Linked DNA regions of Zea mays: region 2 is linked to region 1. A link is a contact called in public Hi-C data. All regions are on one chromosome and are shown on one strand. Each heading gives the region's core, a stretch centred on a gene start, on an enhancer-like site or on the middle of the called end of the contact. The rest is flanking DNA. Distances are from core to core; before and after follow the strand shown.

Region 1 (4,945 bases), core at 322-2,821:
TTTAACCATCTATACCTCTGCACAATAATATTGGTCCTCGTCTTAGTTGCCGCCACCTCATTCGCTATTCTGTTTCTTTTCTCTATCCCCTTATACCTCCACCTCCGCGTCACTCCATTCTCGGCAAAGGGCGTGGGAGCAGGCGCCTACTTCCCGTATTCGTCCGACACCAGCTTCGACATTGACCCGCTCAGTGGCTATTGCACGTCCACGAGGACGTTTCACAACATGCACGCACCATCGTTTTCACCGTCGTCGGACGTCCCGTTTGTCTTCCCGCCTTCACCCTGTTCTTCCTCGCCAACCTGCTGCCCCGTCCACGCCCGCAGCTGCGAGCCGACCGACGCTCGTCGACGTGGGTATGAGGCGATTCGGTCTTGCTCCTGGCCTTTCTCCGTGCGTGTCGTCGAAGAGGACACGGTGGCGCCTGCCACGCTTAGGTTATCTTGGCGATGAGGAGTCCAGGTCTAAGATATTGGACAATCAAGGCTCGTAGCGCGACAGCAGTCGGCATATGCTACGGAGTTGATGGTGGTGTTGTGTCACCTCGACGGTTCCAGGGCTGGAAAGGCACTCGTATTCTTTCGCCCTTCTCGGACTGACGCCTGGTGCAGGTGCCTCTCGGTCTGGAGCTGCCCTGGCTGAACTTATTTCTCCTTTTGCCTGCTCTCTCCCTATATGTATCTAGCAGTATACTACCTATGTCACCTCCAATGTCCAAGTCTTCGTCGTGTCCTTCTCCGGCAACGAACAGGTATGCCCGCCTCTTCCCTTCCCTTCCCGCTCTATGAAACCTTGGAAGTGGGGAGGCGAGAGATAGGGTCTCTGATTTGCTGCCTATGGTACCCGCATGTTCATAAAAAATATTACGCGGAGAGCGAAGACAATCAATAAGGTGGATAGTTTATGTGGGTATTATTGTGAGCCGTCGCAATACACGAGCAACCGACTAGTAAGAACCTAATGCACCTGGTGACGGCTTCATCCTTCACGCTGACACTCCAGGCCCACCCACCACATCACGCAAAAAATAGTGCAAAACAAGCACTCGAACACACGTACCCTTGATTTAGTAATTTGGAGCTAACCACGAGACCACACATACCTTAGTGTTTAGAAGTAAATAATAATTATATTTGAATAAATATCTTAATACCTATTTATATGATATTCCCTCTGTCCCAGTATATAAGATGTAACCATCTCTGGTTCGAAAACTAAGAAATATATTTAATTCTCTCTATATCACTACATTGATGTACGTATGTATAGAGAGATCATATCTTATATTGTGGGACAAGAACAAAAAGTGGTTACAATTTATATTATAGAATGGAGGGAATATATAACAACCGTAGTAAAGTATGGGCAACCGGCTAGCATAAATAATAAGGAGAGAGTTTTGTTACTTTTTCGCGAAGTTTGTGTTGTGATTGCGCCGTTACGTTACGTGAAGAAGACGGATCTTCTACAAGCTGACGGAAGGGCGGATCGTGAAATTGCGAGTTGCGACGCCGTCATTACAAATACGTTATCTGTTCATCCGTCAAGCCGTCAGATCTCCCGGCCTGAGGATTCGATTATTCTGTTCGCTCTCGCCCAAGTCATCGTCTGGTCGTCGCCCGCAGAGGCGCAGACGCCCAAAACCGGAAGGGGCGCCATGGCCGCGTCGGATCTGGAGAGCAAGGCCAAGGAGGCCTTCGTCGACGACGACTTCGAGCTGGCCACCGAGCTCTACAGCCAGGCCATCGACGCCGGGCCCGCCACCGCCGACCTCTATGCCGACCGCGCCCAGGCGCACATCAAGCTCGGCAACTACACTGGTACGGGCAGTGCTTTCCCCCCACCCCATCCTTGTTCTCTCCTACTACTCCGATAGGGTTCAATTTTATTGCTTGTGCGCCACGAGGGTCTGGTATAGCGCCGCCCGGTTTTTAGAAGGCTTGTTTGATTCGCTGTTTTGTTGTGATGAGCGAACTCGCGGGGATTCTAGGGTAGGGTGTGGGAGGTCAACGTCGGCCTTTGGTGTAGACTTGGCGATGAATCACCCGATTGGAATTTCAAAGAGGGCACTAGATGATTGGGGTTTCTGAAATGGAGAGACTGAAAGACAATGGCCGAGTAGAGTTGAGAATATGGTTAGCCAGAGTAGAGCTCATTGTTGGATGTTGTGTGGACTGTAGAGTACGATTCAGATTACCTGAAATGTCCAGGGCTATATATGACATTTGGGATATAGCTTTGATTTGTGTTTTTGCAAGGTATATTCCTAGTGCTCTACTTGTCTCTGGTGTGCTGGAAAAAATTGCTATTTTGTCACTCTCATGTGGACTCTCTGCTATTATGTCACCCTATGTCTATGACTTGTGGGACCATTTGTGTCTATGATTTGTGGGTCTGATGGTAAAATAGAGAAGCCCACAACTGAGAGTGACAAAATAGCAAATGGCTGTGCATGATACGGTTTATCTCAAGTTCCCTAACTGCCATGTCGCGATGTGTGTTGTAAGGTATGTCCCTAGTTTGCTACTGTCATGGTGCTGTGCATTTTTTAGGTATGCCTCAAGTTTCTTACCAGTTTCATTTCATTTCTGTGGTTTGTAATGTGGTAGTCCTAATTTCTTTGTTTCATTGCTATGCTTTTTTCCTGTTGCTCTAAGAGTTTCAGATGGAATGTGTGTATAGATGTGAAGCAACTCATTGGTGGATTGAGGGTTTTCAGCAGCATGTTGAAGAAATTGTGATGATGATTTGGAATGATTTAGATTATATTAGTATCTGTGGTCCTAGTATGGGGCTATATCATTTGTTGTATCTCTCTGTAGGTTATACCATTATAGTGCAGATTAGTAGCTCATTTTGACCACATTTTGCAGCTAAATTGACAAAATCACCTACTGTTTTAGCCTTTTAGATATGTTTATATAGCTGTGTAGCACTATTCTACTTCTCCCCTCGTCCTAACTGTACATACATATCAGCAGTTTCCAAAATAAGAAACCACATGTTGATTTGCTGTTGTTGCAGTATTTTTTTTGCAATAAGAAATGGAATGCAAAGTCTGGCTCTTGTTACATCTGAATCAGTAGGAATGGTGTGGCTGTTATAAGAAATTATGTGTAAAGTTTGGCTTCGATTACATGTGAATCATTGCAACCAAATTACTAAAATAATAAACTACATGGTGTTGTCATTGCAACTTTCTTCGTTTGTGTAACAATAAACTGCACATGAAGTTTCTTTTCAGTTTGTAGCGTTATTCATGCTACCATCATTGGCTTGCATATTTGGTTTTAAACACAATAAATGTATTGCACTAATGGAATCAACTAAACTTCCAGAGGCTGTGGCGGATGCTAACAAAGCAATTGAGCTTGATCCTATGATGCATAAAGCTTACTACCGGAAAGGGTTAGTGGCACTCTTCATTTTTTCAATAAAAGTTATACATGAACACTCCCATAACCCCTCTGCTACATTTTTATCTATGTACTAAGTTATTTCTTGTTTGCAGTGCTGCATGCATTAAGCTTGAAGAATACCAAACTGCAAAGGCTGCTCTTGAGTTGGGTTCTTCTTATGCATCAGGCGATTCAAGGTTTGCTCGTCTATTGAAGGAATGTGATGAGCGCATCGCTGGTGAGAAAAATTAACTTCAGCAGTGTGTGTGTATCTGGTGGTGATGTTGGGGTCTTGGGTATGCAATGTGGTGCATGCTATTTTCTGACGATATGAGTCCACTTAGCTGCCTTTCCTGAGAAATGTTTGTAGCAGCCTTGTAGACTGGGGGATGATTATGTTTCAGCTTAATCATCTCATACTACCTGTCATGTTATTTTGTTTATGTTTCCAGAGGAATCTAGCCAGGCACCAGTAAAGAATGTTGAGGCTACTGTGGCTGCTACTATTGAGGACAAGGAGGATTTCACAAATATGGAGAATACACCACCAGTGATAGAACCCCCAAGCAAACCAAAATACAGGTAACTCCTGTAAATTCCTAGAACTCTTTGAACCACCTAGCTTGGATTGAATGCTGTGTAATCAAACCACTTTACCTTTTCCCAGTACAGATTTGTTTACTGATAAGCATATTCTAATTCAGGCATGACTTGCTAGTTTTTTTGCTAAATTTTTCTCTTAAACAATTTGTGCTGCAGGCATGACTACTACAACAGTGCCACAGAAGTGGTACTGACAATATTTGCTAAGGGTGTTCCTGCTGATAGTGTAGTCATTGATTTTGGTGAACAGATGGTGTGTTCTGCTCATATTATTATTATAATTGTCTTGTCTGTTTTTACTGTATTCACTAATCTTGTTTCTCATTCTAGTTGAGTGTATCCATTGAAGTTCCTGGTGAAGAACCATACCATTTTCAGCCCCGTCTGTTTTCTAAGGTAATCACTCACCATTCTATTGTGATGTTACTTTTCATACTTATTATCTGTTATTAAGGTAAAGTGTGAGTTTTACTGTATAGCATATAGCTAGCACTTTGTCATTTTGTCTTCAAGACAAGGGTCAGATACAAAATAGAAATTTATTTATGACTTCTAGATGCTGAGTCTCAATCAAAAGGTCAAGACTGAAAAAATTAAATAACTCCAGAGAAACAAAACACACACACGCACACACAAGGTTCACTTTACATTTTTTTTCTACTGTATAAACACAGGCAATGGGGATTCAAATCAAGATGTTGCTTTGTGTTATTTTTTAAAGAAGTATTTAGCAGGTCCTGTGCTCAACTGTGATGTTTTTGGTTAATATTACCCCCCTGTAAAGTTCAACCACCTGTTTTTTTTGTGATTTAGCTAAACTGGTTAGCTAATAAGACATAGCAGTGTTTCATTCAACGATTTGGGTTTATACACCGCAGACAGCACAGTTCTTTTTTCTTCATCATATATAATGCAGTCAATGCAATTCTTTTGATAAGCAT
Region 2 (4,562 bases), core at 875-3,374, 160 kb before region 1:
CGAACTCCATCGGAAAAAACTCAGTGGTGTAATCCTTAAGCTTGACTTTGAGAAAGCCTATGATAAGGTGAGGTGGCCTTTTTTATATCAAACTCTCAGGATGAAGGGTTTCTCGTCCAAATGGATATCTTGGATTAAGACCTTCATTTCGGGAGGAAGTGTAGCGGTGAATGTTAATGACGATATCGGAGATTTCTTTCAAACAAAAAAGGACTCCGACAAGGGGATCCTTTATCTCCCCTCTTGTTCAATATTATGGCAGACATGCTACAAGTGTTCATTAGTAGGGCCAAAACGGATGAGCAGGTTGTGGGAATGATCCCTCACCTTGTTGATGGCGGGCTCTCAATTCTCCAATACGCAGATGATACTATACTCTTTATGGATCATGATGCGGACAAAGCGTGCAATATGAAGCTTCTTCTATTTGCATTTGAACAAGTTTCAGGCCTAAAGATCAACTTCCATAAGAGTGAAGTGTTTTGTTTTGGGGCTGCCCAGGAGAATTTAGAACTTTATACAGAACTCTTTGGATGTAAACCGGGTAACCTCCCCATCAATTACCTTGGTATTCCAATCCACTTCCGAAAGCTGAAAAATAGAGACTGGGCTAAAGTCGAAGAGCGCTTTGAGAAGAGACTTAGCAGTTGGAAAGGGAAGCACTTGTCTATCGGAGGACGCCTGACTTTGATTAAGTCAGTGCTTAGTAGCCTACCGATGTATATGATGTCCTTCTTCTCCCTACCTAAAGGGATCCTTAAGAAGTTAGACTATTTTCGATCGAGGTTCTTTTGGCAGGGGAATGAAAACAAAAGGAAATATAGACTTGCTAAATGGAACATTCTATGTCAACCTCAGGATCAAGGGGGCCTTGGTATCTTGGATCTGAATATGATGAATACAACCCTTCTCAGTAAATGGCTGTACAAGCTACTCACCTCAGATGGAATGTGGCAACAATTACTGCGTAATAAATATGTTGGCTCAAAACCTTTGTCTCATGTGCAGTGGAAACTTGGTGACTCCCATTTTTGGTCAGGCTTAATGAAAGTAAAGCTAACCTTCCTCCGTTTTGGCTCATTCCTCATAAAGGATGGCTCTCAAGTGAGGTTCTGGGAGGATGCCTGGTTGGATGGGTCCTCTTTAAAAGACCAATATCCAGCCCTGTATAACATTGCGAGGAAAAAATTCATTTCAATATCAGAAGCCTTGAGCGTTTCGCCTCCGAACTTTTCCTGGCGGAGACAGTTATTTGGAGCCAATTTGATCGATTGGCTTTCTCTTTTGTCACGCATACAAGGTGTGGAGCTGTCCCACGAACAGGACACCTTTCGCTGGACCCTTTCCATGAATGGTAGATTTTCGGTTAAATCGCACTACGTTGCTTTGATGCTCAGAAATATCCCTAATGTTAATAAAGAGCTTTGGAAGCTAAAGGCCCCCCTGAAATTTAAAATTTTTCTATGGTATTTGCGTAAGGGCGTAATCCTCACAAAAGACAATTTGGCTAAACGAAACTGGCAAGGTAGTTTGTCATGCGCCTCTTGTCACAAGGAAGAGACATTCAACACCTCTTCTTTGATTGCCGGCTTGCTCGATCAGTCTGGAGCGTGTTTCTGATGGCCACCGGAATCAACCGACCACAAAATATAGACCATATGTTTGGGGATTGGCTTCAAGGTTTTAATAGTGTGCTGAAACCATTGCTTCTACTTGGAGCGGCGGTGCTGTGCTGGGCGCTCTGGATCTGTAGAAATGACTTAGTTTTTTAGAAAAAAAATCTTGTGTGCTCCTTTGCAGGTTATCCATTTGGCGTCACAGAAGCTATCAAGTTGGGCCATCCTTCAGCGAGAGGAGCTGCGACCGTTGGTTGTGGAGGGTTCGCGACTCTTGGTGCGAACGACCACGGTCTTTTTTTCCCGGGTGCATGGGTGACGATCTAGTCTTTGGATTGACTGTTGCTAGACTGGAAAAGTTGCTGCGTTTATGTGTGTTTGTTTTTTTAGTTTGACTATGTGCATTAGGCAGATGCCGGAAGTTTGTGTACCAAGACTATGTATCCTCTTGATGTATCGCTCTTGGTAACATTTAATATAAAGCTTCCTTTACCGAAAAAAGGAGGTGTAAAAACGTGTAGTGCAGGAGGAGGGGTGGGAGAAGAAGAAGAAATCAACTGGGGGCTGCCGGACGACAACCACTACGGCAAGGCAGTAGAGATACGGCGTCTCCTCTTCTGACTTGGCCAGCGCAACGGCAGCTAGTTCAATTGAACCAGAGCGCTTTATAGATAGAACAAAAATATATACTGTAGAAATCCATCGAGAAACAACCGAGAAGACCTGCGGCTGCGGTGAAGAGAGAACTCAGTGGTGAAGAAGAGGGAAAAATCACCATGCTGGACCATCTCGTCGGACTGCTGAAGCTGCGCGTGGTGAGGGGGGTGAACCTCGCCGTCCGCGACCTCCGATCCAGCGATCCCTACGTCGTCGTTCGCATCGGCAAACAGGTCCGCTCCTCCTCCCCTCCTCTTCTACCGAGTAACTGAGGTTGCCTAGATTCACTGGCGGATCATGCCCCTCAAGGGATCTGTCGAATCCAATCGATCCCCGAGTCTACGGTAAGTAGAGGCGACGACCAACATGCCGGTTATTTGGATTTTATTTTAAACAGAGTACCCCCCTTCACTTCACCACGCGTGGGTGCGCCGGCTAACCGTGATTTTTTTTTTTGCAACATTCCACAGAAATTGAAGACACGGGTGGTAAAGAAGAGTGTCAATCCGGAATGGGACGACGAACTCACCCTCTCTATCGAAGACCCTGCTGTTCCTATTAGACTGGTATGCGTTCGCTTCCATCCGTCTCTCCTTTCCCAAATCGCTTGTCTGGGTTCTTATCACCCTACCCTTTCCAACGTCTACAAATATTCTGAGCAAAAAGCGAGAAAGGAAAAACACTTTACTGCTAGTATTAATTTATTACCGGGCTTCCTCGGTATGCGCACGGAGCATTCCTTACCAATATTTCCTACAGTGGGACAGGACAATCAGGTGTCTCCTCATATACTAGTAGTAATTTCATATGCTAACTCGGCCTGAAGTCACTACTACTACTTGGAAGGGAGTAATTATTTGCCTTTTATCTTTTTGCCGAATCTTACTGAATAATTTATGTATTATGGAAATCAACTTCGTCTATTCTTACATGTAACTGATCAATTGAATCTATGCATACTTGTAGTTTGCCTATGCCAGCTAAATAAAGTTCGAACTAAACCATGTTTATAAGCTTCTTAGGTTGTGTGTATTATTTACTGACCTGAGGCTCCCTGTATGTGGTTTTGATATTTGAGTCTCAAGGGAAATATAATTTGTCTCTGACAAACTTCGATAGGAGGGCTGAGGTGCAAACTCGAGCTAGCTAGAAAATAGCTGATCTAGCTTGAACATTCGTAGTTGAAACACTGATTCCAAGTCCTTGCAGAAGATGTGCCAACTAGCTACACGCGGCGACTTCATTTTCCAACTCCCATACACAGAGAAACGCTCTCATATTTAGGGCTGAGCTGAGCTGGCTCGACTCGGCTCGTTAAGATAACGAGTCACAGAGTCAACTCGGCTCGACTCTTTAGCTCGCGAGCCAGAGCAGAAAAAATAATATGTATATAATAATCAATTTATAGTTAATTTCAAACTAATTTAATAATAGAAAATATTAATTATACTCATAGTTTCACAGACCACATCAATGTTATACCAAATTAACACAACTTATCGATATTTAATTCACTATTCACACACATGTTCAGCAGTTTAACCCGCACTTATATTCACATACACCAATTTAACACACAGATACAGTTCATCAATCATTAGTTTAACTCATAGGCCATAGACACCACACGTACATATATAACATGTTCATTAATTGTTACGTAAATAATATGCATATAGTTTTGTTTTGCTTAAATGTGATAGCTCGTTTAGCTCGCGAGCTCGCTCGTTAACGAACCGAGCTATGGTACCAGCTTAGTTCGTGAAAAAATTGAAACGAGCTGATCCGAGTCGAGCCGAGATGACTACGAACCGAGCGAGCCGACAAGCCACGAGCATTTCGTCCAGCCCTACTCATATTGACAAGTAACTCTTTCTCATTTTCAGGAAGTTTTTGACAAGGACACTTTCGTCGATGATACAATGGGTAATGCAGAGGTGGACATCCGCCCATTAGTCGAGATTGTGAAGATGAAACTCCAGGACGTTGCCGACAGAACCGTGGTAAAGAAACTGGTGCCCAACAGACAGAACTGCCTAGCCGAGGAGAGCTCGATATATATATCGGAGGGGAAGGTGAAGCAAGACATGGTTGTACGGCTGAGGAACGTAGAGAGCGGGGAAATAGAGCTCCAGCTTCAGTGGATCGACCTCCCTGGCTCTAAGGGTGTATGAGTGGGGGGCGGCTATGAGCTCTGCCTTGCCCTGCTGTTTTCGCGGATCTCCAACTCTTTTTCTACTTGAAAAGAAGAACTAGTGGTTTGCGTGCGCTCGCTCGCGTAGAGCTGTC

What was found. Hi-C and Micro-C count contacts between places; a contact is called where the count stands out from the background.
Region 2: a contact with region 1 is called in a Hi-C map of ear, with 2.2 times the contacts expected there. The contact joins the promoter of LOC100193590 here to the promoter of LOC100282745 in region 1. A contact is called at or near these places in 2 of 25 Hi-C or Micro-C datasets (ear and tassel).

The regions. Positions count from the first base shown.
Region 1 is chr3:222,992,347-222,997,291 of Zm-B73-REFERENCE-NAM-5.0, reverse strand. It overlaps LOC100282745, which reads left to right and starts at 1,571. Exons shown (of 10, transcript NM_001155651.2): 1 at 1,571-1,823; 2 at 3,342-3,411; 3 at 3,515-3,639; 4 at 3,854-3,983; 5 at 4,161-4,257; 6 at 4,335-4,400. The coding sequence starts at 1,661.
Region 2 is chr3:223,156,700-223,161,261 of Zm-B73-REFERENCE-NAM-5.0, reverse strand. LOC100193590 reads left to right here and starts at 2,124. Exons shown (of 3, transcript NM_001138696.2): 1 at 2,124-2,506; 2 at 2,744-2,839; 3 at 4,160-4,562. The coding sequence starts at 2,393. The coding sequence ends at 4,447.